Linked DNA regions of Mus musculus: region 1 is linked to region 2. The links are chromatin contacts, called in public promoter capture Hi-C maps. All regions are on one chromosome and are shown on one strand. The core of a region is the stretch at or near the end of the contact, and the rest is flanking DNA. Distances in the headings are between cores, read along the strand shown. Region 1 overlaps Sec24d (Sec24 related gene family, member D (S. cerevisiae)). Region 2 overlaps Synpo2 (synaptopodin 2).

Region 1 (4,619 bases), core at 1,121-3,620, 210 kb before region 2:
AAGAAGCACATACTATCTAACAGGAAAATCCATCCTTCTCGAGTCACTCTGAAAACATGAGACACAGCAGTTCTGAGGCATGGGGGCCTCTGCTCACCACCTGCAGCTGGTCCCAGCTCGCTTTTCACCTCAGGCCAGTCTGAAGTCACCTCAGTGTTTTTCAAACATCCTCCCCGTGTTACAAACCATCTCAACAATATTATGAGTTCATCTTAACAGACACAAACAAAACCACTCCGGGGTGGTCCAGAGCCCACATGTCCAAGTTTCTCATAGACAAAGCATCAATTCTGGTGGAAAGACTACAGAGGGGTAGGCATTCAGAGGCCAAGAAGCGCCATGGGTAAAGAATGCCTCCTTACCTAAACACCCCTGTCCAGACCAGATGTTGCTCCCCATGGCTCAGCACCATGGGGAGAAGGTGTGGGGTGCACAGCAGGTCCTGGCCTCCCCATCCTCTCTTCAGGGCCTACTCCCCTGTCTCTATGCTAGGTGTTAGCTCCAGCCCCAAACAGCTAGCTTGTACACAGAGACAACAAAAACCTAGCCATGATATCAGTTTTAGTAGGAGAGACCATAGAGAAAAATGAAAGGATGCTATTAGCTACTTCCTGTAATTTTTCAAACCTCTCTTTTATTTATATTTTTTAAAAAAATGTGCAACCCCTCACTCACCTTTCGAAGCAAATCTGTTTTCTTTTTTTCTGTCAAATGTAATGTCAGCTATGCACGCATACAATTAGATTTTTACGGTTAAAATTGCTATCAGTTTTATTTCCCCTTTCCATCCTGAAGCAGGCTACAGGCCAGCCAGCTTTTTAAAAGCAGCTCAGCAGTGAAGGGACCACAGCAGGGTGTGGCCGCCTGCTCAGCTACAGGTGAATGGGGAACCTCTGAAATGACAGAGACAGGGGCTTCCTTCACACTGCTAAGCCAGGACACACAAGCAGCAGTGTGGAGCTTGGTCGCATCACAAGAGCAGAGGGGAATTTGGCTAAAAAGATTCCATTCTCTCCTATGACAACTGCTCAGTTTTCTGGGACCCTTGGACTCCACCACTATCAGCAACTGCCAGCTTTTGTGGAACAGGCTTCCAAACTTCTCCCCTACACACACACACACACACACACACACACACACACACACACACACATACACACAGTTGGGATTCTCCTGTAATTTATAAAGTATCTTTGAGATGTTTCATTTATCTACCATTGTTTTTTTTTTCTTTCTCCTATTTTCTTTTCTTTCTATAAACATCCACTCTGACATTTTAAATACCCCCAAAGAATGGTGTAGTTTGATTTATAACTGACTATAATGTTCTCATTAGCAAACGATATTAATCAGCCAGTCTGCTCAGCTCAGTGACACGGTGTAATTCACAGGAGGCCAGCAGCAAGCATCCTTACTTGGGTAGCCGCTTCAGCGCGGTCTTCAGCTCTTCACATATGAGCTTGACGAGGCCATTCTTTATGTTACTATATGAGACATCAATCATGAAGATGAAGGCTGGTGGGCTGGGAGGTTTATTCTTCTGCAGGGAAGCAAGCACATCACAGAAGTCGATACAAGGCAAGCATACCTCATAATCAAACATAAACAAATGCTAGAAGACTATCAGATGCTTCATTCAATACCTAGGCTATAACATCTGTGGATCAAATAACTTTCTAGGAACCCCAATACCCCACCACTATAAAAAGATTTTTTTTAAAAATAGCCTGTTTATTTTCCACGTTATGACATGAACTTTCTATTATATTTAACAGAAATGGTTTGCTTTTTTATCTCCAGAGACTCTCCTCCCATGACTGCTGAAGGGAAGTCAAGTATTGAGCCAGCCCTGCATGTAGCACACTCCCTTACAGAGGGAATGCATTTGGGCCCCTGAGAAGGAATGCTACAAAGGAGTATACATTTCTTTTGGAAGCTGTAACCAAGCTCTATTAATGGGAATATCATGATTTTCAGATATATTCTCTTATGAGTTCCTTTGGATATATATATATATATATATATATATAAAAGAAACATATATATGTATGATTTGTTTCTTTTTAAGGCAAGGTCTTGCTGTGTAGCCCAGGCTGGCTTCAAACACACAGTCAATCCTCTCATCTAAGGGATTACAGGAATACAACCTGTAATAACCATGCTCAACTACAGATATGGGAATATCTATTATGATTTAACTGCATACCTTAAAAATGTACATTATAAAATACTTCCAAAACCTACTTCACATCTGTGGTAAAGAAAAATGCCCCCTTTCCCTGTGTCCTTGCAACACTCACTGTAACATCAAGCAGCTGTCAGGACAGTGCGCACTCACTATTAATCTGGCTGGTGGCCAAACAGCTCATAAGGAAACAATCCTTCAACTGGGATTTATAAAGTGTTTAGAAAAGAAAGCCACAGGCAAATATGATCAGTGACCTCCACTAGCGAGTAAAGACCCAAGACCAACAGTGTTTCCTCTGATAATAAAGCATAAAAATGTTCTAAAATTAAAACGTAGTTCAACTCCTATATAGCTAGATGGTGAGAATTATAAATGCTCTCTGATTGAGTCTTTATCTCCTATAAGGTTAGACATAATATGGTTCTAGTAAAATACTCCATTTCAAATAAGAACTCATAAGATTTAAAAAGCAATCTGAAAATGTCACTTTTCCGATCCAAAATCAGAACAGCCAAGGAATGGGAGAGCTTGGATAACTTCCAAGTCTCATCTCCTCCACTCCATGATATGGATTCCAGCAGTGAAACTGGCAACTGTTATCATTAGTTAACGCAACACCTCTTTATGGCAATCCCAATGGTGGTTTATTATTCTTGTATTCTCCTGGACACTCACTGTGAGTCATTCTTCGTAACTCTAGCCAGCTTTTCTCCTTAGGAATCCTTCAGTCACTAAGGCTTGTTTTCAGCATGCGTAAAGTTAACCTCTACTTCCTCCTAACCACATGGCCTTCCGGTTTCTATCAGTGACGGCAAACAACATGACAGACCTGACGCAGAATTTGGTGGTTAGGGTCCCCTCAGCCATTTGTTTTTCTTTTAAGAATGGTTCTTCTGGCTGCTGGGTGTGGACCCAGGAACCCTCTTCCCTCAGACCTTCTCTGCTTTCCCTTGTAGCCACCTCCATTCCCTTTGTGTCAGCCACCAACCTGCAGGAACACTTTCTGCCAGACCCTCCCCCCCCACCCCCGGCCCCCGGCCGCCATGCTGGGCTGAGACACAGGTAGGCGATTTTTCAGTATCTTTCTTGTCTTCCATTCTAGTCCTCTGAACTTAACTCTTAGACCTGCTACAGCTCCTATCCAACCTCCACTCCCTGAGAATTCTTCCTCTGGGTGCAGAACCGGGGTCTCCCAGCTCCTTTCCTACTCCCCATCTCTGCCTGTCTTCCTAGAGCATCTCCATTCCTGTGTCACATGCGGACCATCAGAAAAGTTCTCTACCAGGAACCGCACATCTGCCACGCCTGCCTAGTATCCAGAGTGAGAGACAGCAACCAATGAACCTAACAAAAGCAAGACCAGACATCTACACCAAGAAACAACTCAAACATCATAATGCCAGATGCCTGGATCCTGGCACAAAAACTCAAACATGAACAGCCAAGTTAATATGGCTCCTCTGGAAGTCAGCAACTCTACTGCAATAGACCTTGGGAAAAGGAGTCAGCTGAGGTGTACAAGAAGGCCTTCAAAGTGGCAGCTATGAACACTCTCAAGAACCTTAAAGATGATATGAATAAATGCCTTCATGGACACCAAAAAAGACAAAGAGCTGAATGAAAAATGAAAACATCTCAGGATATGAAAGTAGAATTTGAACTTGGAGGTCAAACGACCCTTTCACATGGCTCACCTAAGACCATCCTGCTTATCAGATATTTACACAGCAATTCATAACAGTAGTGAAATTACAATTATGGAGTAGCAACAAAAATAATTTTATGGTTGGGGGTTACCACAACCTGGGGAACTGTATTAAAGGGTCACAGTGTTAGGAAGGCTGAGAACCACTGCACTAAAGCAAACCCAAACTGAAACAATAATGGGAGGAGAGACCCAAGAAAATGATATGGACTAACATACAGGATTTCAAAACAAAACAAAACAAAACAAAAATCCTCAGCATCAAGGAAGATATCACCTCAGGGGAAAAAGGATGCAAAAACATATTCCAAGCGAATGGCTCCAAACAGCTAGCAAGTGCGGCTGTTTTAACATCTGACAAAACTGACTTCAAACCAAATCCAATCAGAACAGGCAGGAAAGGACACTACACACTCATTAAAGAGAACAGGTAAATATCCAAGAGGATAATACACTTTTAGATATTCATGCCTAACAGTATATGAGGTGCGTGCGTGCGTGCATGTGTGTGTGTGTGTGTGTGTGTGTGTGTGTGTGTGCGCGTGTGTGAGCATGGCAGTAGGAACCAATGGGAACCACCGCCTCCTCTCTTTTCAGTATCGCCAATATTAAAGTAACTTAAGCTCTTCCACAGCCTGTCAGTCAAGACTTCCCATACGCTCCTTTCCAATGTGTATAAAAACTAAAAGCTCACAGACACAATGCTAACCCCAGGACCAATCAAAC
Region 2 (4,459 bases), core at 805-3,304:
GCTTCCAGATCAGCCCCCTGCACCCTGCAAAGGCAGCTGTGGGTCAGAGGGTGGAGCTCAACCAGAAGCTGCCAGTGGGGAAGGCCTCTGCCTCACGCAGCATCTGCGAGCAAGGAACGCTGAGTTAGGGAGAATGTTTGAGATGCATAAGAAACGGACGTCTTGTTTCAGATGAAATTGGACCACTTAATACCTGGAAATGAGGCTAACTAGGCTCTGAAGTGACCGAGGAAGGCAAAATGGGTTCTGCTCAACATCTTTTGACTATGACAGAAGGTAGTGAGAGGAAAAAAAATATTTAAATCACACCATTAGTAGTTTCCTAACCACCTTATGAAACAGGCTGGTTTCTTCTCATTGATCCAGAATCTAGCCTTCTCTACCCTGCCCAGGACAGCCCGGTGACTGCAGCTCGTGACCTCAAAGGACAGCCACCTGCCTATTGTGCTCATCAGTGGCTGCAACACCAAAGCTGCCTCTGCTCCACACCTGTCAGCAACCCGGCACATCCAAAACCCTGCCGTCCCAGGGGCTAGGATGGTGACAGCGTTCACGCTCCCAGCTCTACCTTTCCATGTCCCTTGTTTGTCCCTTGATGTCCTGTCCACACCTCTGTTAATACTGTTAATGGGCATCTTTTGTTTTCCATGTGACTCATCTTGTGAATGCAAATTTTAGCTGTGGGCTGGAGAGATGGCTTGGAAGATAGAGAAACTTACTTCTCTATCAAAGAATCAGATCTGGGATTCTACTTCTGCTATCAGGTGGCTCACAAATTCCTAGGACTCCAGCTCAAAGGGCTTGATACTTCCTCCTGGTCTCTGTGGGCTCCACCACATACATGTGTGCACTCACACACATGCACACACGGAACTAGACATAATTTGTTCCGGTTTGGTTTGGTTTGGTCTTTGATAAGGTAAATTTGCATTTGTATGTATAGTTGTTTTCCATTTTGCGCTGGCACAAGTATAATCCAATGGTCCGTGGGCTTTCTGTGTGGATGGAAGTTGTACACAACAGCTTTGAAGTTTCGCTCTTTGTGTTCATGATCTGCTTATGCTCAAAATCAGAGCTTTAATGTTTCCAGTTGGAAGCTGGACCTGAGCAGCAGGCCAGCTTACATGGTGTGCCAATGCTCACCCACGGAGTCTTGGAAAGTCACAAAATAATGGTCATATATTCATCTTCTAGACCTTTGAAAAGTAGAACCAATTGGGTAAAATGATAATATAGTTTCATTAAAAAAGTAATTTATTAAAAAGCACAGATAGAGAGCTCCCAACATGTTTCTTTAAAGTGTTTTATGGAAAATCAACAGTTTATTACATCAAATAGTAAATCCACGAATCACAAAAGAAAGCTCACTAAAAATGCAGAGTTCCTAAGGAAGATAGCAGAATAGATCCGGTCTTCTGCCTGTTGAGAGACCCCCTCCCCTACTGCCCCAGAAGATGTAGAGTTCATTAAAGGTTATAAGTCTGGGGGCTTGTTAGCAGCAGAGGCTGGCTCTGGACTTGTCACAAGCTGCATCCAGCATGCTGGTGTGCGACCATCATCTTGCATAGCCAATGTGGGCTTTTCCCCAGTCAACTTGTAAAATGGCTGTCATCTCCCTTATACAGCAACTGTTTTGAGCGTTCTTCTAGGCACTGTAGTACAAATAGTATGATTAGCTAATTAACCAAATGAAGTAACATAAACAAAGTCTTGTGCTCCAACGGCCTTTCCCTTATAAATTCCTCACAGATTCGAGACTGGCTGATAAGAGAAGCCAAAGGTTCTTGTCTGCCTTTATAACACTCTCCTTGACTGCCCAGGATCCTTTAGGCAAGATGACGACGTTCACACAGGCTTTCCTTGATCAGGAGTAAACAGGAGACCTTGTAGCCAGCCACAACAAGGAACATGGCTGGTTTCACCCTTCATCGCCAGCGCAGCCTCGCGAGCACAGAGGTCAGCTGGCAGGTTCTTGGATTCCCTTCTTGAAGTGCCTGCTTTGAAAGTCTCTCTCACCACCCAGCCTTGCTCACTTGGACCTGCCAAGACAGGCAGGCATGCCAAACCCATTGGCAACTGTGATGGAGCCTTTGACCCAACGGTGCACTCCGTTTCTGTGTGTGTGTTCATTTCCACAAATTGCAGCCAGATTTTACAGAGTGGGTGTTTTTAGGTTTTACCGACTATCTCGTGACTTTTCTTCTCATTGAGCCAGACAGAGGTGTAAATAGAGCCACTGCCAGGCACAGCTGGAGTTTTGTTTTGTGCTGGTCGGATGTCTTTCCAGAGGGAACTCACTTACTTTTTCTGGCTGGTGTTCAGTAGAGCCACTTCCTTTCCATGAATACACTGGGACCCTATAGGTCTTGTAATGCTTTAGTAATAAATGCCATGTGTACCCGAAAAGACAATGGAGAATAAATAGAAAGTCGTATGTTTGAGAATGCCAGAGCCCTGGGCCAGAAGGTCAGACTTTTGTATTCCGTTTAATTATCCCATTTGTCATCTGTTCAGGGCATATTTGTTGCAGACATGTTTTATCCAAGGCCTCCTTCAGGCTGAAGAAGATGTGATGGTCTTTGAGGTGCATTTTCACTATCTTTAGATAGCGAATCGCCATCTTTAGAAAACGGAATGGGAACTTTTTCCAAAGCAAACTTGACATTGTAGGACAGTGGAGATCTCCCCTTCCCTCCTTTGTACAAAAGGCTCTGATGCCCTAGGTCGCCAGAGTGACCTCTGAGACAAATTTATGGTTGGCCTTACGCCTGCTCTCTCAGCACACGTGCTTGGCAAGTGCTCCAAACTCGCTTCCAGCCCCAGCACACAGTTCTTCAGACAACCAGTCTGTGCTGGCTTCTTTCTTCAACTTTGCTCCCCACTGTCATCCTTGCTCTTAGATTGCCTTTGATCCATCTCCTCTCTAACACAGGTACCCAAGAGGCCAAGTGTGCTTAGCATCACAGATCTTTAACTTCTGATAAGATATGAGATGCTTTAGACAAGAGCAATTTTGATAATACTCAGACATTATCTTTTCTTTTTTCTGATCATATCTGAACAGTTATGGTGTAAGAGCAAGTATAAACAAACCTACTTGCACTTTGTCATTCAAGCAACGGTGAATGACATTCCCAGGTGTCAATCTCCTCCTCGATGGCAAGCATTTAGCTGTTTGCATTTCATTATGAGCACACATCTTCTTAGCATTTTGTGTGGCAAGACGAGAAGTGTAGGCAAAGCATGTGGCCTGGATTCTGATATTTGCATATAGATTTGCATGAATTTGCATATCTGTTTGGCAAATAATTGAAAAATCATGGCGGTCTATATTTGAGTATTTTGTAGACATTTTCTAGGAAACAGGGAAACCAAGCTCATCACCAAGAAAAACAATTGATATTTGATCTTTCAAGGGAAAAATAGGCTTCTGAGACGTCTCATAAGCTATTGTGAATTTGCCTGCTTCCTCTCCACGAACAACTTATCCTTGATGATCTTAGCAAGAGTTGTTGTCTTGTTCTTATACAAGGAAATGTATTAGTAGTTATATTATTAATTATACTATTAATAAAATATGTAATTCCCAGGATTCCAAAATCACACCTGAAAAAAAAATACCCATCAAGATGTGAAACGTGTCCTCCTCTTCCATTTTCATTCTTTATTATGAGACATGTCTCACACTGTAGCCCAGGCTGGCCCTGTACTGACTGTGTGGCCCAGCTCACCTAGAGCTCAGGGCAGTTCTCTAGTCCTGGGATTCTAGATGTGAGCCTATGTGCCCAGATGGGCCAATGGCTTTTTAGTTCAACAGAATATAAAGAAAGTTCATCCAGAGACTGAAGGAAAGGCCATCCAGAGACTGCCCCACCTGGGGATCCATCCCACATGCAGACACCAAACCCACACACTATTGCTGATGCCAAGAAGCGCTTGCAGACAGGAGCCTGATACAGCTGTCTCCTGTGAGGCTCTGCCAGAGCCTGACTAATACAGATGCAGATAGACTGAGCACAAGGACCCCAGTGGAGGAGTTAGGGGAAGGCCTGAAGGAGCTGAAGGGGCCTTATCTGGCATCAATGGGAGGGGAGACCCTTGGTCCTGTGAAGGCTTGATACCCCAGTGTAGAAGAATGCTAGGGCGGTGAGGCAGGAGTGGGTAGATGGATCGGGGAGCACCCTCATTGAAGCAGGAGGGTAAGGGGAGGGATGGAGAGGGGAAATCGGGAAAGGGGGTAACATTTGAAATGTAAATAAATAAAATATTCAATTTTTTAAAAAAAGAAAGAAAGCTCATCAGAGCAGTGTCAGATTCCACATTGCAACATTCGAAACTAGGATTTATTGAGTTTAATTTGATATGAAAGAAAACTATCCGAAACTATTTTATGTCTATTAAAGTATTCCCCAGAGCTCCCAGGGACTAAACCACCAATCAAAGAGTACACATGGTGGGA

Evidence for each region. Capture Hi-C pulls out chosen DNA fragments and counts their contacts.
Region 1: a promoter capture Hi-C map of adipose tissue shows a contact between it and region 2. The contact joins two enhancer-like sites. A contact is called at or near these places in 3 of 9 other capture datasets (adipose tissue, liver and pancreatic islet).

Annotation. Positions count from the first base shown.
Region 1 is chr3:123,333,407-123,338,025 of GRCm38.p6, reverse strand. Sec24d (Sec24 related gene family, member D (S. cerevisiae)) reads right to left here. Exons shown (of 23, transcript NM_027135.2): 11 at 1,416-1,540. Among named protein-coding and RNA genes, the nearest start is that of Mettl14, 50 kb to the left of the region's middle. Within about 2 kb of position 2,370, at least 75 of the 459 cell types and tissues checked have an H3K27ac peak or open chromatin away from gene starts, as enhancers often do. A contact at or near this core is called in adipose tissue, where this site is marked.
Region 2 is chr3:123,126,571-123,131,029 of GRCm38.p6, reverse strand. All of the region lies in intron 1 of Synpo2 (synaptopodin 2), which reads left to right. Among named protein-coding and RNA genes, the nearest start is that of Myoz2, 94 kb to the right of the region's middle. Within about 2 kb of position 2,054, at least 25 of the 459 cell types and tissues checked have an H3K27ac peak or open chromatin away from gene starts, as enhancers often do. A contact at or near this core is called in adipose tissue, where this site is marked.